Linked DNA regions of Canis lupus: region 2 is linked to region 1. A link is a contact called in public Hi-C data. All regions are on one chromosome and are shown on one strand. Each heading gives the region's core, a stretch centred on a gene start, on an enhancer-like site or on the middle of the called end of the contact. The rest is flanking DNA. Distances are from core to core; before and after follow the strand shown. Region 1 holds the start of ABTB2 (ankyrin repeat and BTB/POZ domain-containing protein 2). Region 2 overlaps ABTB2 (ankyrin repeat and BTB/POZ domain-containing protein 2).

The links. A called contact is a pair of places that touch in the nucleus more often than the background predicts.
Region 2: a contact with region 1 is called in a Hi-C map of blood, with 2.2 times the contacts expected there. The contact joins the enhancer-like site here to the promoter of ABTB2 in region 1. A contact is called at or near these places in 2 of 9 Hi-C or Micro-C datasets (both in blood).

The regions. Positions count from the first base shown.
Region 1 is chr18:33,879,470-33,885,229 of UU_Cfam_GSD_1.0, reverse strand. It overlaps ABTB2 (ankyrin repeat and BTB/POZ domain-containing protein 2), which reads right to left and starts at 2,606. Exons shown (of 17, transcript XM_038563048.1): 1 at 1,706-2,606. The coding sequence starts at 2,606.
Region 2 is chr18:33,945,912-33,951,671 of UU_Cfam_GSD_1.0, reverse strand. All of the region lies in intron 1 of ABTB2 (ankyrin repeat and BTB/POZ domain-containing protein 2), which reads right to left. LOC111090946 (a long non-coding RNA gene) reads right to left here. Exons shown (of 3, transcript XR_005373390.1): 2 at 1,890-1,956; 3 at 1-1,643. Among named protein-coding and RNA genes, the nearest start is that of ABTB2, 66 kb to the right of the region's middle. Within about 2 kb of position 3,106, at least 3 of the 20 cell types and tissues checked have an H3K27ac peak or open chromatin away from gene starts, as enhancers often do. A contact at or near this core is called in blood, where this site is marked.

The DNA of each region.
Region 1 (5,760 bases), core at 1,357-3,856:
ACCCCCCTGCCCCCCACTTCTTCTCCTGGAGCTCATGTTCCCGGTGTTGATACCACAAACCCAGGACGCAAAGCACAATTATCAGCTGTGACATCATCAACACAGACTCCGGGCTGACCTCAACTCTGATCTAAGAGGAGGAAAATTAAAAGGCAAACGCTCTTCCACGCCAGGCATCTCCTCTGGTGGTGCCAGAATTAAAACCAAAACCAAGGAAGGGCTAAGCAAAAGCCATGCTGCTACATACAGATTATCTTCAAAATGAGGCCTGAGATGTCAGCTGCTGTCCCTGGAAACTGTGCTGATAAAAACGAAGCTGTTTTCCTCCCCCTCTGATGGCTAAAAGCTTGAACTCTGGAGCCTACCTCGCCTCAAATTCCAGCTTTGTCACTTAATATCTGTGTAATTTTGGGTAAATTGCTTAACTGGCGTGTACCTTGGTTTCCCCAGCAGTATAATGAGAATAAGACTATAGGGTACCTACCTTATTGGGTTGCTGGGATTTCCTGGGTTAACACATGAAATGCTAAGAACAGCAACTGACATACTGTTAAGTGCTCATTTAAAATTTTAGCTACTTGATGTCAAACCACATTTACATTTGACTCCCTTTTCAGTACCCACCTGGCCTCGTCCGCGGACTACTTGCTTGCCACTGAAGGCTGTTCCCAAAATGGCCTTCCAATCAGATTGCAAGGATGCCTCGCCATAGTACCATTCTAAATAATTTATGGTTTGCTGACTTCTGAAATTGGAGTCTGGTAGGCAGTTTGCTGTTAAACGTATGTCACACCCTAACCTTACCAGGGAGAAGGTCAAGTGCTTCCCTTCCACCCTTTGCACTGAAGCCCTGTCCTCCTTCAGAGAAATGCAACTAAGTACTCAGTGTGGTTCCCTTCTCAGAATGCACATCATGCAGTTTCCTATCCCCCACACCTCTTCCCCACTCGCCAGTTTACTGGGTCATCTTTTCTTTCAGGAAAGCCCATAAGATTGTGCATTTAATACAACACATGGGGCTTTAATCAATTGCTCACTTGACTGGTGACAGCTTAAGAAGTTCAGGCCCCTGGGAGTCCGTATGTGGTTCTCTTTCTGGAAAGGGGATTCAGGAGTCACCAGCTTCCACTGGCCTGAGCACAGGCAGTTAAGAACCCACCAGAACTTCTCCGCCTTCCAGGAGAAGGCCTGAAGTGTACATCCTTCAACCCAGCAAAGCCCAAGGCAGCTGCACCTGATCCTGGCTTTCCTGCCCCCTTCTTCCCATCCTACTGCTTGGGTGGACCCTCTGGCTGCTGCTATTGGGCTGGAGAGATCTAGGGTCAGAGCCACAGTCGATCTGCTCCGCTGTTGGGGAAAGACCACGCGAGACACGCAGTCCAGCAAGGCAAAGAGCAAGGCAGGAGGGGGTTCAGGAATGGCTTGGTCAAGAGCCTCAATCAGGGAAGAGCACCCAGGCAGTGACAACGCCACGAGGAACAGGATTGTCAGCTTTATCCTCCAAAAGCCAGTCGCCAGAAGAACTATCTCGGGCCAGAACCATGTCATGGACTCCACCCTGAGAACAAACGTCTTCTCTCTCCCAGGTCCTGGCACACCCCCCAGCGTCGTTCGCCCTAGGAAATGCGCCCGGTGGGGCAGCCCAGGGAGGGGGATGTCCCTCTCCCGTCCGTCCACCGTCCACCGCCGAGGCCCGCACGCTTACCGTTGGCGTTCTTGCCGCAGATGAGATGTTCGTAGGGCTGCAGGACGCCCCAGAGCTCGGCGTCGTTGTTGATGACCATCTCCAGGGCCTCGGCGGACACCTCCCCGGGCCCTCCCCCTCCCCCTCCGCCTCCGCCTCCCCCGTCGGGGCTCTGGCTGGCCAGCACCCGGGCCCGGATCTCCTCCACCAGGTTCTCCATGCAGGCGGTGAGCGAGATGGCCGCGTACTCGTGGATGCGCACGGAGATGCGGGTGTCCACCATCCAACGGAAGAAGCGGCCCACGGAGAAGGTGAGGCCGCAGCGCGCGGACTTGCCGCGGCGCAGCCCGTCGCCCGCGCTCATGCTGTACAGGGACAGCGCCTTGACGGCCGCCAGCGCGCAGCTCTCGGCCAGCGCCCAGCTGTGCACCAGGCGCACGGCGCTCTGCACCTCGAAGCGGGTGCACTTGGCGTGCAGCACGCTCAGGCGCTGCGCCTCGCGGGCCACGCGGATGAGCGCCCTGCGGAGCAGCCCGGCCAGGCGCCGCGCAGCCTCGGCGGAGAAGGGCGGCAGCCGCCGGCCGCCCGCGCCTTTGCGCAGCACCCGGGCCACGTCCCCCTCGGTCCAGGGGAACTCCTCCAGCTCGGGGAGGCGCGGGCAGCGCGAGAAGAGGTCGGCCACCTCGGGGTCCTCGGGCAGCACCGTGTTCACCGTGTCCCAGCTGTTGTGGCGGCTGTTCATGGAGCCGGAGTAGCACCACCAGGCCGCCCCGCGGTGCTGCTGCGCCGAAGAGGTGAGCGCCTGCGAGTTGGACTTGGACGACGACAGGCTGAGGGAGCGGCACGAGTCCCCGGCCCCATACCCGGAGTCCAAGGTCAAGTCCTCCAGCGTCTTCAGGGTGGAGCTGTACGTCCCGGCCATGGGGAGCGCGCCGGCCGCGGCCTCGCCGAGCGAGGGGCGCTCACGACTCCATGCTCCCCTCCCCAGCGGGCAGGAACGGGCTCTAGGCTCTCCGGGGCGCCCTCCTTCCTCTCGGCGGCCACATGGCGCGCCCGCGGGCCGCGGGAAGGTGCGCGAGCCTCGGGGCGGCCGGGGCGGCCGGGGCCCCCGCGCAGCTGTCAGCGCAACGGCCCCCGCCGCGCCCGCTCGGCCCCGCGGCGCGTCCACTGCAGCCTCCCGCCAGCGGAGCGTCCGTCCTCCGCGGGGAAGGGATCCCGAGCGAACAGGGCGGCGGCGGGGGGAGGAGGAGGAGGAGGTGGAGAAGGAGGAGAAGGAGGAGGAGGCGGCGGCGGCGGCGGCGGCGCGCGAGTCCGGGACCAGCCGGCGAGAAAGCGCTCTGCAAACTTCTGCTCGGCGCCGGCCGCCCGCGCCGCTGGGTACCCCGGCCGCCGCCGGCATGCAAATGACCCGGGCCGGCCCACCAATCACCGGCCGCGACGGGCAGAGGCTGCACCAATGAGCTCCCCGGGGGGCGGTCACTATGCAGATTTCGCGGGGCTGCGGGTGGAACCCCGCGGCGGAGGAGGCGGGGCTGGAGGCCGCGGGTCGCGGGAGCGGCGGGGATGGAGGGGATGGAGGGGATGGAGGGGATGGAGGGGATGGAGGGGATGGAGGGGATGGAGGGGATGGAGGGGATGGAGGGGATGGAGGGGGCGGGGCCCGCGGGCCTGCGAGCCACCCCGCGCCCCGGGAGGCGGCAGCCGAGACCCGGAGCGGAGGGGTCGGGCCTTAGGCGCGGGAGCTGACGGTTTAAAGAGAAATGGAAAGGAGAGGCCGGTGCGCGCTGCCCCCGCCCGCCGCGCAGCCCCCATCGAGCCCTCCGCAGCCGAGCCCCACCGAGGCTGGCGCGGCGCTGTGGGCCCGGGGGTGGGCGTGGGGAGCACAGCCGACTGGGGCGCGGGTGCACGAGCCAGGCACCCCACCTCTCGCCCGGACTTTCTGGCAGGCCTCTCCCGTTTCCCGAGATGAAACTCCATTTGTGTTTAGGGGGGCGGGGGGAGGAGAGACGCCTTTCTTGCTTCTCGCGAAACGGTCTGGTTTTCCTTACGTTGCCGTCCAGGTTCCTGATGACTGGGAGGGCCCCAGGTCTGTGGTCCCCTCCCTCCGCGCCACGGGAAACTAAGGCCGTTTTCTGGACGTGACTCCGGGGGAGAGGGTCCTCACTTGCATCCGAGGCTCACAAGGGTCGGGGGCCTCCCTGTTACAAGGGTACAGAGCTGCTGGCTGTCAGGGGGCTCCTTGGGGTGCGAGGGTGCGAGTGTCCCAGAGTGTGTGCACGTGAGAAATGGGCCCTGGCACTGGCCGGGCTCGAACCCCCGGCTGCGCCACCTCCTGACGGTGGCGTCCCCAGGGCCGAGCCCTGCGCCCCCTTGGGACTCGGGGTGGAATGGGTGCTGACCTCCGAGCAGCGCCGTTGTAAGTCAGCCTGGGTCCGGGCCTGTGTCCAGGAGCGGTCGGTGGGAGCGGGTGCACGCCCGGTCCTGCAGCCAGGAGCACACACGGGCTCCACCGCGCCTGCGCCCCGCGGGGCAACCGCAAAGTCCAGGAGGGGATTGTGCACGCGTCGCCCCCAGGTCAGCCCCCCGCGCTCCTGAATGGCTCCTTTGTGCGGCTCCAACCTCCGGCCGCGAGTTGGGTACGAACTAGAAATGTCTGGTTCGACTCTCTCCTTCGGACATTAATGGCCCCTTTCCCTGTGCAACTCCTTTTTCTCCTTAGCGCTCTGGCTTCATTTCTCCTTTCTTCGGGTCTGTCTTTATGCAATATCGCCGCCTCATGGTCAGAAGTGGGAACGGGGTCGAGGATGGAAGTGACCCGAAAGACGCAAAGTCCGCAGAGATCAAGTTCACAGAGGACACAGGATGGGACTACCTCCGCTAGAACTGAAGAGGTCAAATGTAGGTATTGAGGTTCAACGTGTCAAAAATTCGAAAAACAAATCCGATGCAATTTAAAACGTAGTCGGGGAAATCTAATTTTAGAGCAAATGTTGCCCTCTAATGGACGTTTGGAGGAAAGAAGTGGCCCACAGGGCGGAGGACTGGCTGGCTGGGTTTCTTCTTTTTGTTGTGCGCACCCTTAAGAAGCAGAGAAAATGTCTCAACTGGATATTTACAACAGGGAAAAGTCATCTGGGAATGAGCTAATGCCATTTATCTTATATTTAAATGACTTGATGACATAAAAGTGTAAAGATAAACATGCATACAGCCCAATTTCAGAGTCTTGTGGATATTAAACTACTCTGCAAAGATTTGTTCCATGAAATTCAGCCATGGAAAATACTACTGGAAAACTATTGAGTTTCATTAATAAATAAATTCCAAGGAGAGGAAAAAGATGGTTGGGAACCTATACGTTAAAAAAAGCACTTAAGGCATATCAACTAGTTAGTCATAATGTGTGGAATTTATTGGGATTTTTTTTTTAAGAATCAATAAACATTTGACATTATGAAACAATTGTAAATGAGGAACATCACCCAGATCTTTGCTATTATGAAATTATTGTGTTTTTTAATGTGGTAATGGTAGTGTGGTATGTTTATTAAATGTTACTGTCTTTTAGATATACATAGTGAAATGTGTGTTGTGATTTTTTTCATTAAAAAAAGGAAGTAAATTATTTTGGGAAGATCTGGTGGAGGGGACTAGAAAGTTATGAAAGATGGCTAAGACTGTAGATCTCTTGTCTTTCATACATTCACCAAAGTCTTCTATTGCCATCTTGAGGACAGGACATACAAAGTATACCTGGAGTGTGTCTCTGTGTTTTGTGTGATGGAGGTAGAAAGAAATGGAGGAAGAGAGAGAGAGAAAGAGGACAAGATACATTGGGCTATGTTAGAAATTAACCAACTGATTGATTTTCAGTTAATCGTTTAGGAAGTTGGCGGGCAGGGTGAAAAACTTTAGATCAAGAAAGAAAAGACATGGCTTCTTATACATATGTACGTGTGTGTGTGTGTGTGTGTGTGTGTGTGTTTAAGGCAATCCGCTGGTAATGTGCTTAATGTTAGGAATGCAAGTTATATTAGAAGAAGAGGAAATATCATCCCAACCCAAATCTGGCCCAA
Region 2 (5,760 bases), core at 1,857-4,356, 66 kb before region 1:
AGGGCCGTACAGCACGTCCCCAGGACAGCTGGTGGACGCCCCACCTGCCCCCGCGAGGAGGGTTCCGTCCTGCCCGCCTCGGAACCGGCGTGCTAGACGTTCTCCAGAGCCACCCCGTGGAGGGGACACAGGGGGGCGACGACTTGCCACGAGCCTCCCCTGAACATCAGGCGTCATTTTCCTCCCATTCTGCCCTGGGAGGGGCTGGCACAGCACCGGGACCTTTCACTTCCCATCTCGCAATAGCCTGGGAGGACCCTGGGCCCGGTGCAGCTCCAAGGCCACACGGCCCCCCCATCCGTGGGCGTCAGCTCTGGGTCTCCTTTCTGTATCATCTCTCAGCTGCTGCTACTGAGCTGGTACGGCCAGTTTTCCCCGGCCTGCTGGGTCAAGTTGAGGATAGTTAATTATGACAGCGGGCGAAGGAATAATCATACATCCCGCCGCCCTTTCATGTCGAGAACACCACCACCGAGCCGCACGCACTGCTCTATCGGGTCGGCCGTGGTCGTCTTCACAGGTGAGCGGAGCGACGGCCAGAGGAGGGACCATCCTGCTAGAGGCGTCACGGGGGGCACCGCTGGCCGGCGGAGACAGGAGACACCCAAGCACTCCAAGCAAGGTCGCTGTCACGCACTGGGACAGAGAGATCTCTGCGAGTTCAACTCAGCCACTTGTTGAGCTTACAGAAAAGAGAAACGGCCTCTGGGCATTTACCAACGTGGGAGGGCTCAGAAATACCAGCTCAGGAGTCAAAGTCTTCAGGATCACACCAAAGGCCCTCCAACGGGAAGAATGACATGTCCAAGTAGGAAAAAGAAATTTGACATTAAAGAGAGACCTGTCAAAAATCCCGACTCGGTGTGACTAATAATTCCCCAGACCGCACTGCTGAAGGGTCCTGACCAATTTAGAAGTTTTAAAAAGCATTTAGAATAGACCTTCCTGCTCCCCCAAACTTAATCAGTTATTCTTGGCTGCAAATAAAACCAATGCTGATACTTACTTAAAGCTATATGTCATAATCCAGTTACTATTCTTAAGGGAAAATATTAATACATAAAATCCTTCTTGGCTATATATACCCTGTGGAAAAAATATAGGGCAACAGGATTGTTAACACACGTGTACACACACGCGCGCACACACACACACACACACACACACCCTGGCCCAAGCCTGCCATTTCATCTGCTCTATTGGCATGCACATCTGGATTATATAAATTTCGAGTATGGTTTTCAATATTAGTACCGCTTAGGGTTACAATACTTGACAAATCTCAAATGCCAGGATGTCAAATCAAATTAGCTTGACCAGCCACAGGAGCAAAGGGGTGAGTGGGATGTACAGTTGGAGGGCTGTAATAATAAATAAAAGCTTGCAGGGGACTCATTGTTTCTTGCTTAGCTGGCACAGAGGTTTCAGAAGTGACCTAATGAACTCTCCAATCCAGGAGAACGGTGACCTGCAGATCCACGTCTCCCTTCCTTATGAGGACAGTCTAAGGAAGTGAGCAATGAGGCTGGTGGGGGTCTGGTAACTCATCCCGATTTCCACGGTGCAGCATCAGGAGGACGCTCACATTTTCAAGTGATTCTTGTCAAGGCAATTCCATTGCAAGGCAGTTTTGTGGATTAGTGCTATCCCCAGAGACACAAAATATATGAAAAATATTTTTCGGGATAAATCTATCATTGTCGATCTTTCATAATGCTTTGAGCTAATACTACGCAAGCTAGCTGTTAACAACTAGATCAGGGGCTGGCCCAGGAGATGCCCAATTGGCTGAGAATGTGAGTTTAAAGGCTCAAAGGGCACTACTTGAATGCACAACCCCAGTTAATCCAGGGTCTCAGGAAGAACATATTTGAAATTTCAAGTTTTACCTTTACTCCTCGAGTGCAAGTCTTGCCCCCAGTGGAGGCATCTTCAGGTGGGTCACATGACAGTAGGCTGGTGAGACATTGCATATTTTACAATCAAACCAAAAAGTGACTGGCCACAAAAAAATTACCCAATATATATATATTTATTTTTTGGCCAAGTACTTAAAAATACTTGAATTAAAATCCTGCCATTTTCTAAATGTCTTATTAAAAAATTATGGATTATCTCTTCTTAATGTTTACATATCACTTGTTATAAACTCTTTTAAGATAGTTAGATTTCTTCAGTGTTTCTTTGCCTAGCCCCTAGCAAAGCTAATAGATGTTACATGAAAAAAAAGAAAAAAAGAAAAGGGTTCACGGTGAATTACATTTGGGCACTACTGATTAAACAATGTTAAGTTTGTTCCCGGATTGCAGAACTTCTCAAGAGCCTTGAATGCACAGACGCGTATTATAAAATGCCAAGAAGGAAAGACAGTGTAACACATTTTCCAAACATATTTGGTCATGGAAACTTTTCCTATGGGTAAGGACATGATCAGTGATCTGAGATTCACTTTGGGGATTAGGTGATACTGGAGTCCTCTACTTCATAATCACCACCCCACACCCCCAGAGAAGGAAACTAAGGCTGTCCAATGTGCTGGCTTCCACAATGAGGGAATGGCTGAGTGTCACCAGCTCCTGTGAGCACACAGTGGACAGAAACACAGAAACACGGTCTCCCTCTGGCTTCCCACAGTGCCTTGTAGGGTCTGAGCCTTGTTGGTAACACAGCTTTCCTGCCTGCCAGGTCTTCCATATGTCTAACACTCTGGTGGGAGTAGATGCTGCACAGGTGCATTTGTGAGCATGAAATCAGTGCACACACAAAGCTCTGTGTTTGGCCTTTCCAAGTTGGAGACTCCATTCCAACTTGGCAACATTTAGGAGATATGCTCCAAGTCAGGCTACTACCACAAACAGGCTGGGGAGATGCCCAATCATCGTGGCCACTGAGGACATGCAGTGGACTCCAAAGGCTGCCATGAACCTTTTGGGTGGCCTAATGCTTGAGAATGCCTTGTGAAAGACGCAGAAATGCAGCTCTACAGGAAAGGATGCATGTGTGCACAGAGGTCCTGCTTTCCTCCTAGTGTTCTGACAGTCACGGGGGGAAATGAAACAGAAAGTGGAAATCATCCTCTTACTTCAAAAATGAAACCTCAAAAAATGCACAAGCCACCTACTTGATGCAGTAGAGTGAGGGCGAATGAGGCACGGTTTCACTCCTCAGCATGGGCATCATCGTTTCCTGAAAACTCACACTGCCATGTGCTGTGCACGTGTTCTACAATTTCGTCTTCACTGCCTGAGCCCTGTAACCAGTCTACTACTGACCCCATTTTATAGATAAGGCAATGAGGCCAGAGCAGTCAAAGATCCAGAGATGGAGGCAGAGTGAGGATTTGAACCCAGGTGCACCTCGTATCATAGCCTGAGCTTCCCCCACCTATCCATCCAACAAACATTCAGGAGTCCTTACTTTGGGCTACCTATTGTGGGGCTAAACGGATCAGAGGGGGATTTTGCTCTCAAGGAGAAATAAGATGTCAAGAAGAAAAGGCCTGAGGTGTGGGGATGCAAACCCCAGAAGGCACTAGCAAGCATTCATAGAGAAAATGCCTTCTATAACCCAGTCACTATTCTAAATGCTTTTTATAAATAAACCCATTTGATCTTCTCAAGGATCCTAGACAGCAGGTACTATTATCCCCATTGTACAGATGAGAACACTGAGTTGAGAAATGGTCAGAAGCTTGCCCCAGGTTACACAAGCAGAAAGGATTAAGCTGGGGCAGGACCCTGGTACATGCAGGCTTGATCACTATCCTAGACATCATGGCAAAGGAAGGTAAGTCTGGAGCTAAGATGGTGAGTTAGACCGGGCTAAGTTCCCAGGCTGTGTCTCCAGCTCTTGCCTGCTGGGCTGGTTGGGCTCCAGCATATAGGTCAGAGAGGAGAGCCTCACACAGTTCTTGCTGTGCCTGCGTGGAGTGCCCTCTGCGGAAGCCTTCCGTCACCCAGCCCCTTCCTAGCCCCAACAGCTGCCCCGGGGTTCCTCTCTTCTTCCCATTTTCGTTTTAGGAAGGCACAGCTCTACAATCTGTTGGCAGTGATTGTTTTCACAGCCCGGGTCTGGGAGGCACCATAGCTGTCCCAAGCCTTCGACCTCAGATCCCCTATTACCAACCTAATATGCATGTCTAGTGGGATCTGCCTACAGATAAAGATGGTCCTTCAACCCTTACAGAGTAGACTAGGCTAAGCCCTCCAGACTAATAGACAATTTAAGCACCTCCCATTCAGCCAGATACTAAGGGGGCTGCTTTACATGTCGTCACTTCTAATCCCTACAACCACCCTGTTTTACAAAGAAGTTAAGTAACCGTAACCTGCCCAAGGATGACCCAGTAGTGGTAGCAGCAGAATGCTAAGCGAAGAGCTGGTGAACTCAAAATCCCTGGGTGTCTTACCCTACATCCTGCTTTTCCTGAGACATGCATAGAACTAAAGAGAATATAATGAAGACAATGGAAGATGCCCTGATTGTGATACAGATAAAGCAAAGAGGAGAGGTTGTTGTAAGCCAAGGAGGAGGCTGTGTTTGGAGGGGCCATGGCTGCCTTACATGGGAGAGCCTGGAACATAAATGTGACGAACAGCTAACAGCCCTGCAGGAATGAGAACCTCTGCCCCAACCACGGTCTCAGCAGGAGCACTGACACCCAGCAGAGTCCTTCCTGGACCTGGAGTGTGCACCCCAAATTGCATGCAGGCAAAGGCATCCCTTCCGTGCATATCAAGAGTTCTTCACTATCTGCCAAGTATACAGCAGGAGTTCTCTAAGACCTTCTCACTGAAACTGTCGATCCTGGTTCCACCCAGGCTGGCTGTCCTTTGGTGTGGAGGTCACTCTACTCTGCAAGCTGGGCTCTCAGCTCTGCACTGGCTTGAAACCACCTCACGTTCCCCTTTTAGCACAGCTGCCCACACCCAAGCCGTGGATCTGCTCTGACTTCTACTAAAGTCCAGGGTGTGGCCCCATAGGTACATAGAGTGTCAGGCTTCCCACCCACTTAAAAGAGCCTCTGTACCTCCCCTGAGCTCTATTGTTGAGGTGATTTTGCAACTATCACCAACCCTGGGCCAACCATACTTGGAAATCCTAGCACCGACCTTTGTGGCCACCGGCCAGGCAGGCCACTGAGTTCTGGAGGCCAAATAATTTGTTTTCTTCAGAAAACCCAGATGATTCCTAAGAGCCATATGTCGCAATGAAGCTGTACTCCCTAGTTCCAGCATATTGACAGCTAATTCTCTTGAAGTCCATATTAATGGATACAGGCTACATTCCATCCCAGGAAGGATAGACGTCTCAAAGTCTATCTTCCAGCTCTTGGAACTTTGGGCCTCTCATTCAAATCTTATGTTTTTTGTATGTATTCAAAAAGTTATCCTAAAGTAGTCATTTAGACCATGTGCAAATATTTTGCTACAGATGAAGTTCATGCCAGTGTTGATAAAACAGAGAAAGAGACTGTAAATCCAAATACCCAGTCACAGGTGATGAATTACAAAAATCCATTATGCAGAGAATCCCATAGAACAAAATACTCTGCAAGATATTAAATATGTAGAAGACCTATGCTTATTGACTTAGAATGATATTTATAATGTATTGAAATGAATAGATTATGAAATAGTATGCAAGTGACGTCACAATTTTGTTAAAAAAAAATCTCTATGTGTGCATTAACATCTTGAAGACACTCTCCAAGTGGTGAAATTATAGATGACTTTATGGATCATCAAAAAGCAGCACATT